Regions from separate parts of the Hordeum vulgare genome. Here region 1 is linked to region 2. Evidence: chromatin contacts called from public Hi-C data. All regions are on one chromosome and are shown on one strand. The core of a region is the stretch at or near the end of the contact, and the rest is flanking DNA. Distances in the headings are between cores, read along the strand shown. Region 1 holds the start of LOC123431063. Region 2 holds the start of LOC123428179.

The links. Hi-C and Micro-C count contacts between places; a contact is called where the count stands out from the background.
Region 1: a contact with region 2 is called in a Hi-C map of leaf, with 3 times the contacts expected there. The contact joins the promoter of LOC123431063 here to the promoter of LOC123428179 in region 2. A contact is called at or near these places in 3 of 6 Hi-C or Micro-C datasets (leaf and seedling).

What each region holds. Positions count from the first base shown.
Region 1 is chr2H:637,652,008-637,659,222 of MorexV3_pseudomolecules_assembly, reverse strand. It overlaps LOC123431063, which reads left to right and starts at 4,124. Exons shown (of 2, transcript XM_045114876.1): 1 at 4,124-4,216; 2 at 4,403-5,756. The coding sequence starts at 4,442. The coding sequence ends at 5,530.
Region 2 is chr2H:637,417,404-637,424,575 of MorexV3_pseudomolecules_assembly, reverse strand. LOC123428179 reads right to left here and starts at 4,266. Exons shown (of 2, transcript XM_045112360.1): 1 at 4,211-4,266; 2 at 2,787-4,122. The coding sequence starts at 4,101. The coding sequence ends at 2,965.

The DNA.
Region 1 (7,215 bases), core at 2,875-5,374, 230 kb before region 2:
CGGGATCTTGTATTACGGAACGAGTAAAGAGACTTGCCGGTAAACGAGATTGAAATAGGTATGCGGATACTAACGATCGAATCTCGGGCAAGTAACATACCGAAGGACAAAGGGAATGACATACGGGATTATATGAATCCTTGGCACTGAGGTTCAAACGATAAGATCTTCGTAGAATATGTAGGATCCAATATGGGCATCCAGGTCCCGCTGTTGGATATTGACCGAGGAGTCTCTCGGGTCATGTCTACATAGTTCTCGAACCCGCAGGGTCTGCACACTTAAGGTTCGACGTTGTTTTATGCGTATTTGAGTTATATGGTTGGTTACCGAATGTTGTTCGGAGTCCCGGATGAGATCACGGACGTCACGAGGGTTTCCGGAATGGTCCGGAAACGAAGATTGATATATAGGATGACCTCATTTGGTTACCGGAAGGTTTTCGTGCATTACCGGAAAAGTTTCGGGCTCATCGGTAGTGTACCGGGAGTGCCGGGAGGGGTGCCGGGGACCATCGGGAGGGGTGTCACGCCCCAAGGGGTCTCATGGGCTCTGGGAAGAGATAAACCAGCCCCTAGTGGGTTGGAATAAGTTCCCACTAAGGCCCATAAGGTTTGAGAAGGAAAAAACACAAGGTGGAAAGAGTTTCCAAGTGGGAAGGTGGAATCCTACTCCAAGTAGGATTGGAGTAGGACTCCTCCACCTCCAATTTCGGCCAAACCTTTAGGTTTTGAGGCTGCCTCCTCCCCTCCCTCCCACCTATATATATGGAGGTTTTAGGGCTGATTTGAGACGACTTTTCCACGGCAGCCCGACCACATACCTCCACGGTTTTTCCTCTAGATCGCGTTTCTGCGGAGCTCGGGCGGAGCCCTGCTGAGACAAGGTCATCACCAACCTCCGGAGCGCCGTCATGCTGCCGGAGAACTCTTCTACCTCTCCGTCTCTCTTGCTGGATCAAGAAGGCCGAGATCATCGTCGAGCTGTACGTGTGCTGATCGCGGAGGTGCCGTCCGTTCGGTACTAGATCGTGGGACTGATCGCGGGATTGTTCGCGGGGTGGATCGAGGGACGTGAGGACGTTCCACTACATCAACCGCGTTCTCTAACGCTTCTGCTGTACGATCTACGAGGGTACGTAGATCACTCATCCCCTCTCGTAGATGGACATCACCATGATAGGTCTTCGTGCGCGTAGGAAAATTTTGTTTCCCATGCGACGTTCCCCAACATTTTGCTCCACGCGCGCAACTAATTATCCAACGCGCACGACTTTAGCGCCTCCGTTGGACACACCAACGTTGGCGTGCGCGCAAACAACGTGTTTTTCCAGTGCGGAACAGTTTTTGGGCGCATATTGGAAATGCTCTTAGGGGTAGTGTGTTTCCAAGACGCGCGCTACCACTAAGTCGCATCAGCCACCTACCCCAACCCCCTCTCCCCCTCTCCCTTCCTCCCTCCCTCACTTTCTCGCTCACTTTCTTCACCACATTACTACTACCTACATTTCTTATCTCTTCCTTCTCCTACCTCTCTTCTCTCTACTTTAATGCCCCCTCCAGCATCTCCATTAATGCACCCCATTTCTCTCTTAGTTTCCTCGCTTTGCTCTCCTCTCTCCATTAGTTAGAGCTTGCCATCTCCTTCCCCTACTAGCTAGATCTATCCATTTAGTAAGTGAAACCTATCAACTCCCCAACTAGATCTATTCTATAATGAAGTAAAGCTATCTAGTCACTGTGCTTCTCTCTCGAGATAGCTAGGTGGGTACAAAATTGTGCTTTGAAAGAATCACTAGTAGAAAAACTACTTTACGTGAGATACATTAGTCCCAGTTTGTAAATGAATCGGCACTAATGTGACCATTAGTGCCGGTTCCAGCGGCTAGGGGGGCGGGCATCATTAGTCCTGGTTCATGTTGAACGTCTAGTACGAGTTCGTGACACGAACCGGGACTAAAAGGGGTGGTGGCAGGCTGGTGTCATGCTTGGGCCCCATTAGCACCTTTAGTCCCGGTTCGTGGCATGAACCAGTACTAGAAGCTCACACTTAGTCGCGGTTTGTGTCATGAACCGGGACTAAAGGTTTTCCTGTATAAACCGTTCGTCCAGCCCGCGATCAAGCTCTATGTTCTTCCCCTTTCCTCTCTTCTCTGTTCTTCCCCAAAGCTCGAGTTCATCCTTCATTTTGCCCAAAATTTGTCAAGATTTGAAGGCCCCCCATCCATCCAAGTGATCACAAAGGTTAGCAACTTTGTCCTTTTATCTCTCATTGCTAGATTAGCTCTTGCAATGCTCTATAAGTATAGTGATTTGTCAGTTTTACTTTGGGAGTAATTATATGTGGTAGTTTATTTGATTTATATGCAATTTGAGCTCAAATTAACTCTTAGTTTGCATATGTAGGTGTGATTTACTTAGTGCCTTTCCGTCCCCGTCTTAACCACCGTCGATCTCCCGCACCGTCCCGTCGTCGGTACCCACTACTGGAATCAGGGAATTTGCGATTAGCCAGTTCTTTGCCATGTGCTGGCTGATGGCAAAGAGCCTCTTTGCCGCCAGCTTCCAGAAAACAGACGGCAAAGATGTGGTTGATGGCAAAGAGCATGTTTGCCATCAGCCATCTCTTTATCGTCTGCCAACTCACGACAGAGAAGGTGCACGCAGACGACAAAGAGCTGGCTATTGGCAAAAAACATATTTGCCATAAACCATCTCTTTGTCGTTGGCCAACAGACGACACAAAAGCTGAAGAGATACGGCAAAGCGGACGGCCGGCGCCAACCCTAACCGCCGGAGCTAACCCCACCCCACCAACCCCTTTGTCGTCTACCTCCTCACCTTTGCCGTCCGCTGCAGACGGCAGAGGGGACGCCCCAATAATGGTCACCAGCCCACCCGCTCCCCACTCTCTCTCCCACTCTCTCCACCCCACGCGCACCCTCTCTCTCTCTCCCCTGCCCATCCCAGCGCCGCCACCGCACCATCGCAGCCGCTCCAGCCCCCACCCCGCCCCGACCACCCACTCCACCCCTTGTCGGCCCTCCTCCCTGCGCCGCCCCCCACCCCACCCACCCACCCACCCTACCCACCCCTCCGCCCCACGTCGGCGCCACTGCCGCCCCCCGGTGCCCTTGCCACCGCCCGACGCACCCACCGCCTCCAGGTGCCCGTGCCTCTGCCCCCGAGCGCCCCTCCTGCCCCCTGGTGCCCCTGCCGCCGCCCGGCGCGCCCACCGCCCCATAGTGCCCCTGCGGCTGCTCGGCGCCCCTGCCGCCCCCCGATTCCCCTGTCGCCGCCCGGCGCCCCGACTGCCTCCGACCGCAAAGGTAATTTTTGTTTTTTTGTTGTTTTCCTTTTTACATGTTGTAGGTTTTGCTCATGTTGTTACAATAAATGAGTGTTCAGGCAACGAGAGACCATGTTAGTAGTACGAGAAGATACCGTGAGGCGTTTCTTTCGCTAGCTCGGTTTTAGAAAAAGAGGTCCAAGGTTCTTTTTTAAATACATAAAAAATACCGTGGTTTTGCCCATATCACAGTATTAGAAACACAACTTTTAGTGATAGACAAACGGCTCACGGTAAATAAAACCATGGTAATCTAAAAAGCTGTAGTATTCTATAAATACTTAGAAAAAACTGAGCTATCAAACGGTTCCGGCTGTGTTTGATAGCAAAGTATTATATAAACCAAAGTATCAAAAACTACAGTAATTTTGCCTGTAGGATGAACTTATTTCCAAATTGATGAACCATTTTTAAGGATATGAACTTTTATTCAAATGGATGAACCTTTTTAATTTAAATCTGTAATTTTTTTTTGTTTTCATATTTTTATTTTTGTAACATATAGAAAATCTGGGTTGTTTTTTGTACTGTATCAATAGAAAAAAAAACTGAACAGCTCGCGTATGTACTAGTGGGCCGGCCCAGGCCATCGAGGCTGCAGGCGCCGGATCGTTAACCGGCGCCTGCAGCGGTGACTAGGAGTTCCCCTGAAGGCGGCATGACGGAAGAAAGAGACCTGGGGGCGAAAACGTTGTGGGCTGATCGTTGTACTATGGCCCGGCCGGCCCATGGTTTATCAGTCTGTCGATCCGTATAAGCGGAGAAGGAGGAAAGGGCCACCCCAATCTTTGCCGCCGCCGCCTCCGCAGCCGCAGCCACGCCGCCTCCGCCGACTACGATTCCGCAGAATTGACTCTGCCTGCCTCAGGTTGGAATTTTCTCTTCCCCGTTGGATGGTTGGAATTTTGTTTCCCGAAATCTTGATTGTTTTTTCGCGGAAGAGCCTGATCTGTAGGGTATCAAATTTTCTTTGTATTGTTCATTGTTGGTTTTGAGATGCTTCCATTCCTACTTGCCAACCCGGGTATCTAATAATCGTCTTGTATTGCGTTAGGAACAAGATCAAAATTTGGGGCGGAGGGAATTTAATTAAATGAAGGAGCGGCAGTTGGTGAATTTGGTGCAGAGGTATGGCAGAGGCGGATTGTATACGGTGAGTCGCATGAAGGCGGAGGAGCAACTCTTCTACGGATCCACGGCGGAAGCACAAGCAGCAGCAACACTAGCGGCATCCAGGATGGAGAGGATCTCGCGGTTGCCTCCGCCCAGGCTCAGATTCGAGTCATACCGCTCAAAATACAAGAGGCTCGATTTCCTTCCCTTCTATGGAGGAGGAGGCAGAGGCCGCGATAGCAAGATGCTCTGCGTGGACTCTGCCGGAAGCGCCATCCTCTGCAACGCGGACGGCCGCTCTCTCCAGCCGGTTCCCAACCTTAACGAACCCAAGGGAGTCAGCCCCGCCTCCTTCTCCATCCCCAGGATCGACGCCATTGAGCCCAAGCGCTCTGAAGCTCTCTACGTTCTTGCCAGGTCCGCCCCAAGCCGCAACTCTTTCACCTTCGAGGTCCTCGTCTATGGCGAGAAGAATTGGCACTGGGTTCTGCTCCCACCGCCACCCTACGTCAACGACCCACTCTATGACTCCACATTCATCCAGTCGTACACGCTTCTGGGTGATGGCTCCACTATTTGCATCTCCTCCACTGAGAATAACCCCGTCGGCACCTACTGCTTCGACACGGTTAGCCGCAAGTGGGAAAAGGCTGGTCGCTGGGCGCTGCCCTTGTACGGCAGGGCTGAGCATGTCCCTGAGCTTTCCAACCTCTGGTTCGGCATAGCCGACAAGAGTCCCCACTACTTGTGCGCATTGGACCTCTCCAATCTGGACAGGGTTCCCAAGGTGCTTAGTGACTGGCCAGACCTTGACCCCCCTGAGGGCTGGGTGCAGATAAGGAGCAGCCTGCTGTACCTGGGAGCGGGCAAGTTTTGCATAACCAAAATCTTTGACATCGGCGACCAAGAAACACAAGAGATCACCAGTGGCGTCGTGGCTGTGTGCACTGGGGTGGAGATGACCTGCGGAGCTTCTGGTATGGAGGCGGTGCAGGAAGGATCATCCCAACTCCAGATGATCAAGCACAAGTCCTTTGTCAGCTATGATGGCATCGAGTGTGTCCTCTGAGATACCAGCGGTAGCAAATAACTTATTGCCATTTCTTGAAAGAGTGCCGAGTGGTCGTTTTCATTACAACTGGGTCTCTGTTATCAGGTGAATGAACTGTAATAGTGGGATGCAATGGTTATATTCTCATGTCTGATTAGCGAGGATTTACATGGAATAGAATAGTTGCATCTTTGTGTTTGTTGGAGGAATAACGTGGAATGTATATGGATCAAATCACCTCTTACTAAGAGCATCTATAGCAGATCCCTTGTATTCCAAATTGTCGTGGGAATAAGTTTGACTGTAGATGAGTAGGGTATGAAAGTAAGAGGGCCGAGTCCTAGCTACGGTAAGCTTGTATGAGTTCAGGCCTCTTTGCGGTGGAGGTAATAGCCTACGTCTCATAAATGTCCGGCAGACAACTCATAAATGTCCGGCAGACAAGGGTGCGGTAAGTAGGGTTGAATGTATGCGTTATCTGTAACGTACGCTATTATAGACAACAACTGTGAACGGCAAACGTATGGCTGTTGATCTCCATGGACGGTTGCTGATACTACCGAATGTACTCCAATCGTCGTAATGTCATGCATACGTTTGTACTCCGAGTGGTTCTCTACAGACTGGATAAGAGAAACGTACTCCGAGTGGTTCTCTACAGACTGGATAAGAGGTAGTCTTCATCCAGTCAGGTAGATCTCTTGAGGTTTGTAACCAATAATGAGGTGTCCTTGGTTAGGACTTATATGACACGCCTATGACCCTACCCTAGGACTATAACCCCGTCATTAGTCTCCGAATGGATTAGGGTTTTTGAGTGGTGAAGAAGTATCTGGGAATCTTGAGACAATCGATTGAACTTGAACATCTTCTCAGGCTTCGTCGAATTGAACGTCGATTGTACTCTTCACCATTCGCCTTGATCAATTTCTGCTTTAGAGTTAAATGTCCGACTGGAATAACTAACTCGAGTGAATTCATGAACTCGAGTGCTCGGTGAAATCTTCTGATATGACCAGTCACCCTGTCAGTTCCGGATTTTTAGAGATTTGAAAACTTCGGTTGCCGCACGCATCGCGGTGATGACGTCACTGCAATCGAGTAATTCACGCCTCCTCGATTCTCATGCCTCCATCTCTGCCACACATGTCGCGGCAGCCGACGAGGTGATAAGATTGGGGGCCGCTTGTAAGGGACCCGTTCGGTGGGTTATAAGTATCTTCGACGCTAGGGTTTGGATTAACGCCGTTCTTTCCTTCCCCTCTCTCTCTATAGCCACTCGTGTTAAGCTCTGTTGCTTCCAATCTCGCCACCTCCGCCATGACGAAAGGGCAGGCGAGCAAGTTGGAGAAGGTGAAGAAGAAGGGCGTCGCCAAGTCGAAGAAGCAGTCGAAGAAGAAAGCTCTGCCGCCAGGCTGGATGTAGGGGGATTTCCTCCGCTTCACCGTGCAGATGGAGGACGTCCTCGAGCTCGTCGAGCACGGGATGCTGGAGGACAAAGTTTGGAGGCTTCTTGATGACTAGACCGGGCCTGCACCGCGTGAAGGGGAGCGAGTTCTTCTGCTGACCCACATCGAAAGAGGTTTTTCTTTGCCGCCCCATCCTTTCATTCGAGGATTGCTGAACTTCTTCGGGGCGCAATTGCATCACTTTCCCCTGAATGCCATCGCTCAACTTTCCGCCTTCATTACTCTGTGTGAATG
Region 2 (7,172 bases), core at 3,017-5,516:
AAAACCCGAGAGAACACATGTGTGTCGTGTCTCATGGTGTGTTTTTTTGGGTTTAATTCAATTTGGTTTATATGGTTTTTGGTTAATACTAATTTTATACTTTGGTTTATATAGTTTCATATAAAAATACGGTTCGGTTTCAGTAATCACCATTTGATTTCGGTTCGGTTTTGATAATAACCAAATTCAGCAAAGTTGACGAGAATTTTTTAATAACACATGATTTTTTTGCCATATATTTCAATTTTTAGTTCATGGATAACTAAAAGAATAAAGTGTGTTTCATTGTTGTACTTTTTTCCTGCGGGCAACTTTCTTGAAAGTTTGGAGTAGACGTAACTTGATGAAGTTCATACTTGAGAGTGATAAGAAACACCCCGACGTAATGACTTACTTATCCAATGATGATGAAATGCTTTTGTTATCTTAGTTATGCTTTACAATTTTTATACCTCCTGGATGGGAGACTTTCTACACGCACATGCTTACTTCTATGTGGGATAGGTAAAATGCTATAGGCATATTGACTTCTACTCCCTTTGTTTTTAAATATATATCTTTTTAGAGATTTTACTAAAGACTATATATAGAGCAAAATGAGTGAATCTACGCTCTAAAATATGTTATATAAATCTGTATGTAGTTCGTAGTGAAACCTTTAAAAAACCTTATATTTAAAAACGAAGCGAGTATGTGTTTAATATTTCACCAGGCCAGGCCAAAAACAAAACAGCCTAGTCTAGGCTCGCCTCACCAAGCAGGAAAACTGAACATACCAGGCTCAAACCAGGCACCTTATTCTCCCAGGCCCTAATATAATCAGCAAATTCAGGTGGCGTGGTTGGCTCGAGTTCAAAGTCAGGAGTTCAACTCTAGGTCCACGCAAATTAATTTTAAAGTGTGTTATTTATACCATTTTGGTTTTTTATACCATAAAAAAACAAATTGCATATGGTTTCGAGATATGGAAACCATAACTGAAAATGAAAACCAGAAAACCAAATTTTGGTTCAGTTTTTTTTTTTTTGGGTTCGGTTTTGCACACCGTAAATCGTGTCGATCAAATCAACGTATATGGCTTCAACGCACTAGGCTTTCTAGTACAAAGTCAAGGGTTCGACTCCAGGTCCATGCAAATTAATTTTAGCGAGTGTGTTGTTTATATCATTTCGGTTTTTTTACCGAAAAAACTGAATGACATACAATTTTGACATATGGAAACCGCAACTAAAACCAAAAACCAGAAAAACCAAAATTTTCACTTTCGTTTTTTTTGGTTTGGTTTTTGATTTTCGGTTCGGTTTTCCACACCATGAGTCGCGTCAAATCAGTAGCATTCTAACAAAACTGGGACAGGTAGAACTGAAAAAACAGCCGAATCTTCATGATGTGTCTTGCTCCTGTGTATAAGAATTGAAAAGTTGACCTCATTTTGCACATATGAATATACACAATAGTTGAAAGGGCTTTCAGAGAAATAAACTACTTGTTTGTTCTTCAACCTTTTTCATAAGCAGCAAGGCATGAAAGAAGGTAAAGAAACAATAAAAACAATGTCGTTCCTATTTCACAACCTATACTGCAGTAAAAAGAGACATGTTGGCTTGTGGTTTTGCTGAGAGGGTGTAGCACACTTGTAGTCCGTTTAAAAAACGACTGGATTGGTGATTGCAAAACAAACATTTTACATGCTCAATATCAGTGTTGATTCACCCATCTAAATTATTCACGCACAATATAGAAAATGTCCTTCAGAATAACATGAAGTGCTGCTCCTGCTCTAACTCACAAAACTTATGAGAAGGGCTGCAAAATTACATAAATACCGAGACATCATAAGAACCAAAGAATTCTAGCAAGCATGACAAATAATTTCTGCGTGCAAATATGACGAATAATTTCTGCAAATCTAACCCCAAGCATGTTGTTCCCAACAAAAACATTTGTGTACAAGCACTCCAAATATTAGAGTCATTGGTATCTGCATGCCACTATATATATAGCTCAACGACGAACCATCCATACATTGGGTCGAGTTAAATATTCAAATCATCCTACCAACTCAAACAACAGAAATTGCAAGCATCCATGATTTTGGTTTGAGTTGACGAAATTGAAGAACTGAACTCTCTTTGCAAAACATTCTGGTGAATTCCATTCCGCTCAACGTCACAAGAGGAAGCAAAGAACCGTGTTGAAAAGCTAATCAACCAGAGGGACATCGCTGGTGAACTAATCCAAGAACCCAAGATACTTTGGTAGTTTGGTGAAGTATTACCTTGGAGAGAAGCCCCGCATCAAACCAGAAGAAGAGGGTTGTCAAGGCAGGCATCCAAACAAGCTGGCCACGACTTGGCGTCCGCGGTAGAGGTTTGGGGCCGACGCTCCGAGGTGGCTTCAGTCGATGGAGAGTGGAGATCAGGGAAGGAAGTGGGCCGCAGCAGAAACCTAAAGTCTGTTTCTGGTCACCATGTGGCCCACGGTGTGGATGACAATTACAACTTCTTTCTCCCTCTTGTTTCTCTTCTTCAAATTTTAATGGGGGGGCTCCTAAGGTGCATAATATTTCTGGGAGAGTTAGTTAAAAAAAGAAGGGAGCAACACAGCAAAAATTGGCAGAAAAACAGCCAACCAGATGCTTTTACAAAGATCAGATTTTTTTTCCAGGTCTTATTTTACCAAGGTGTTCAGCCCCAATCTGGTGAACCAAGCAGCTCTATGCATCAGCTTATTCATGTGGAAACAGCTAAGACAATACATGATTACCAATAGGAAGCCACAAGAAGTAAATGGAATGACATAACATATCTAAGGAACTGAGCATAAGTTACAACCATGTTACTTTCACTGCTGCTGCTGGAACTACTAAATAGTAATGAAAAGGGAAAGAACAGACAGTTACATTCCCCCAGGAACTGCTGCCACTCCCTTGGTTTATTTGCTTCCTTTCTCACTAAGTTCACCTTAGAAGACACGCACGATTTCATCCCTGACGAAGTTGTAGAATTTGGACTTGTGTTTGACCATCTGCAGTGTTTTGTCGCTGGGCACCACCTCCACACCAGAAATCACAGCACCCATATCAGTGGGGTGGCCCGTGTCTTCGTCCTCTCCAAACTCAAAGATTTTGGTAATGCAAAACCTCCCAGCTCCCAGGTAGACAAAGCTGCAATCTATCAATACCCAATCCTCAGGCAGATCGAGGTCTTGCCATTTGTACAGCAAAGAAGGAGGATTGTCCTGACGAATAGATGACAGGTCCATTGCGCAAAAGTAGTTGGGTGAATAATTGTAGATGCCAAACCAAAGGTTGCCGAGCTCCAGCACATGCTCACCACGGTTAAAGAAGGGCAGCGTCCAGTGTCCAGCCTTAAACCACTTGCCGGAGACCGTGTTGAAGCAATGGGTGCCGATGTCAGTTGTTGCGGGAGATGAAACAAGAAAAATTGGATCCCCGTGAATGTGAAGCTGCGTATGGCACCTGATAATGGAAGCGTCAACATAGGCCATGGGTGGTGGGAGCCGGTGCCAATTCCAGCCTTCCATCTTGTCGCAACTGGAAGGGTCGCTGTACTTGAGGACCTCGAAGTTGGATGGATTGCGACACACAGGGAACAGGTTCATAACGTACAAGGCATCAGCTCGGTCGGGGTCGAGGGCGTCGGGACTGGGAAGGGAGAAGCAGATGGGGGTATCCCCCTTGGGAGTGTTGAGGCTTGGAACTGGGTGGGAGGAGCCGGCGTCAATGTCATACAAGAAGGAGCGACCCGACGAGTCCAGGCAGAGGATCTTGCTAGATCCACCGCTGCTTCGTTCGTAGAAGGGCAAGAATTCGAGGTTGCTGGATCCCTCGAATCTGAGCATGCCCGGAGGCATCCGTGACATGATATCCATCCATGGAGGCACCACGGCTGATGATGGCAGCGCCATATTGAAATTCTTTTTTCGCCGTGATGTTGCTGCTGCTGCTGCTTGTGCTTCCGCCGTGGATCGGTAGAAGAGTTGCTCCTCTGCCTTGATACGACTCACTGTATACAAACTGGTGCTTCTGGCAGCGCCATACTTTCGCATCACCACATTCACGAACTGCCGCGCCTTCATTTTATTTTAATCTCCCCGCTCCTACAAAAAAGAGATCACCAGTTTTGATCTTCTTCCTACGTTATAAAAGACAATTAGATGATGGACGACGAACGGGGAAGAGCAATACCTGCGGCAGACAGAGTCGATTCCGCCGGCGGAGGCAAACAGGGATTGAGTGCTGAATCTATCTAGGTTTGTTGCTGTCCTTCCCCACCACCTTATACGGATCGACTGCTGGATAAACCATGGGCATGGGCATGGGCATGGGCTAGCTGGGCCATAGTACAGCGGGTGTCGTTTCCTTTTCTCGGAATCCCCTCGCTGCGTTCAGCTGTCGGAGCGACCCCGACGCAGCGGGCCGGCCTTTTAAGCCTTCCAACGCCTTTGTTTTCGGACCTTCTAAAGATTTTCAGCCGGCTTTTTTAGTTTTAAAAACTCCTAGAAGTTTTCTACAACCTTTTTCCTCTTTTTCTTTTTTATATATCATTTTCTGTTTCTGTTTCAAAAATTGTTCTGGAATTTTTAAAAAATGGATTTTCAAAAGAAGTTCTGTATTTTCAAAAAATATTCTTCAAACTAGAAAAATATTTTTGTTTTAAAAAAATATTTTGGAATTTCAACAAAACTTCTGAACTTTCAAAAAGTGTTCTGGATTTTCAAAAAATGTTCTGGATTTTCAAAAATTGCTCTTGATATTCAAAAAATGTTTGACAAATATTCTCAATTTAAAACTTTATTCTTGTTTTAAAAATGTTAAAAAATATCGCGCTTTAAAATTTTTTAAGATTTTTAAATATTATTCTCGGTTTCATAATTTGTTCTCAAGATTCAAAAATATTCGTGCTTTAAAATTTATTCGCGCTTTCAAATTTGTTCTACGTTTTAAAAAAAATAAAATTGTTTGTGCGTCAAATTTCTTCGGGGGTTTTCAAAATTTTGTTCTTAAGATTCAAAAAATGCCCGCGCCTTAAAAATTGTTTGCGCTTTCAAATTTGTTTGGGGTTTTCCAAAATTGTTCTCCGTTTCAAAATTTTGTTCTCAACATTCAAAAAAATGTTCCCGTTTTCAAATTTGTTCAGGATTTCTCAAAATTGTTCTCGGCTTCAAAATTTGTTCTCGAGATACGAAAAATGATCGTGTTTAAAAATTTGTTCGCGCTTTCAAATTTGTTCGGGGTTTTCAAAACTGTTCTCCTTGTCAAAATTTTGTTCTCAAAATTCAAAAAATGTTCGTGCTTTAAAAAGAATCTCACTTCCAAATTTGTTCACGAGTTTTCAAAATTGTTCTTCGAATTTGAAAAATGTTTTTTGCTTCAAATACAAAAAGAAAAGGAAAAAGGAAATAAAAACAAACTAAAAAAGGAAATAAACATAAAAGGGAAAAAGTAACATGAAAAAAAGGAAACAAAGCTGGGCCAGCTCAGTCAGGGCACCCCCTGACCGACGCAGGAGTCCCTACCGCAAAGAGCGGTAGGTAGGAGGTCCCCCTTTTCTCTTCTACCTTTTCATTTTTTGCTCCATTTTTAACAGATTTATTGGATTTTGCAATTTCATACAGTTTTAAAGAGTTGTGCTACAATCAGATATACATATGTGCCTTGTCTATCTGCTTGATCAAGGGCATTCTTCTCTGTAGATTTGGAGATAGGTTTGAAAAAAAGAAAAAAGATATAAGATAACATAACTTTATTCTTCTTTACGGAATTTCAATCACACGTGGCTACTAAATAACTTATCATTTCTAATATCCATGCGTGAATTTATATGGTTGATTCTGCCGCATTGTGGGATAAATAACATCACAGATATTATTTGGAAAATGCTCTATCAAGATGTTCCTGAAAGTTTGGCCAACTATTATCATTTATAATAGAATCACTCCTATTATTCCGTTCCACCTTGGTTGATAGGTATTCAATCATGCCATAGTATGCATATTAAGGCTGGTTGTAATGGATAGTATCATATACTAGTATCATGCATATGATACTAGTGTATGATACCACAACCGTAATGCATAGTATCATGTGTTAGTTCCATAGAGTGATTCATTTATTGTCATGCAAGACACATAGTAGCACATCATTTAATATGATACGGTATCATGATATGATACTCAACCCTCTCTTTCTTCATTTAATTATATGCCACATCATCAAATTGCTTAGTTGGCATGCATGATACTACATATGATACTTCCATTACGGGCAGCCTAAGGGCCCTGAGTTTCAGTCTCGTCCCGTGAAAGCACAACTTCTTCCTAGGTGGTTTGGTAATTAATAACAACACAAGCTAGAACATGTAGCAAATGATGTCTAAAATATTCACTGGGCTGGAGATACAATGTGAACCTTTTGGAAAATTGAAGATGGAAGCTGTAAAACTGATGCTTTTGCTACAGTACTGTGACAGCCCGATGCCGACGCCCAGAAGATTCCCCTTTATTTCCGTTTTCGTCGTGGGTTTAGAGTTATTCGTTGCATCGTCATGTAGTTTGCATCATCGTATCATGCATGGCATCATGTCGACTGTGTTTTGGCGGTGTTGCTTGTTGTCGTGTTGTTGGGTGTTAGAGCTTTGTGAGTGTGACGTCGTTTGTTGGCGTGTTGAGAGTGCGTGCGTGAGAGCCTCCGCTAAACCCCTGCTCCCCGAGGACGTGAACCTTCTCCCCTTCTCTCCCTTCTTATTTCGTTTTTTGCGGTTTGCTAAAGCTTCCGTATTAACCCTTCTAAAAAAGGGTGTCTTCTTTTAAAACCATTTTATTAAATGTGGGGGTAACCCTTGGGTTTTAATCTTATTTTTCCTTTTGTTTTATTGTTAAACCGTCTCTTTTTCTTTTCTCTTTTAAAAGCTTTCATTTTATTCTCTAAATAAAAAAGAGGTTTTATTGTATTCTTCAAAAGGGGTTTGATTTAATCTTTTGTTAAAAGGTTTAATTTTATTCTTTTGTAAAAAAGGGTTTAATTTTATTCTTAAAAGATTTTAGTTTTATTTGTTAAAAGGGCCCAATCTATTTTATAGTTGGGGCATAATTTTTGGTTTTAAGAAGTCAAAGGCCTTTATTTTTTTCTATTTACTTTAAACATTTTT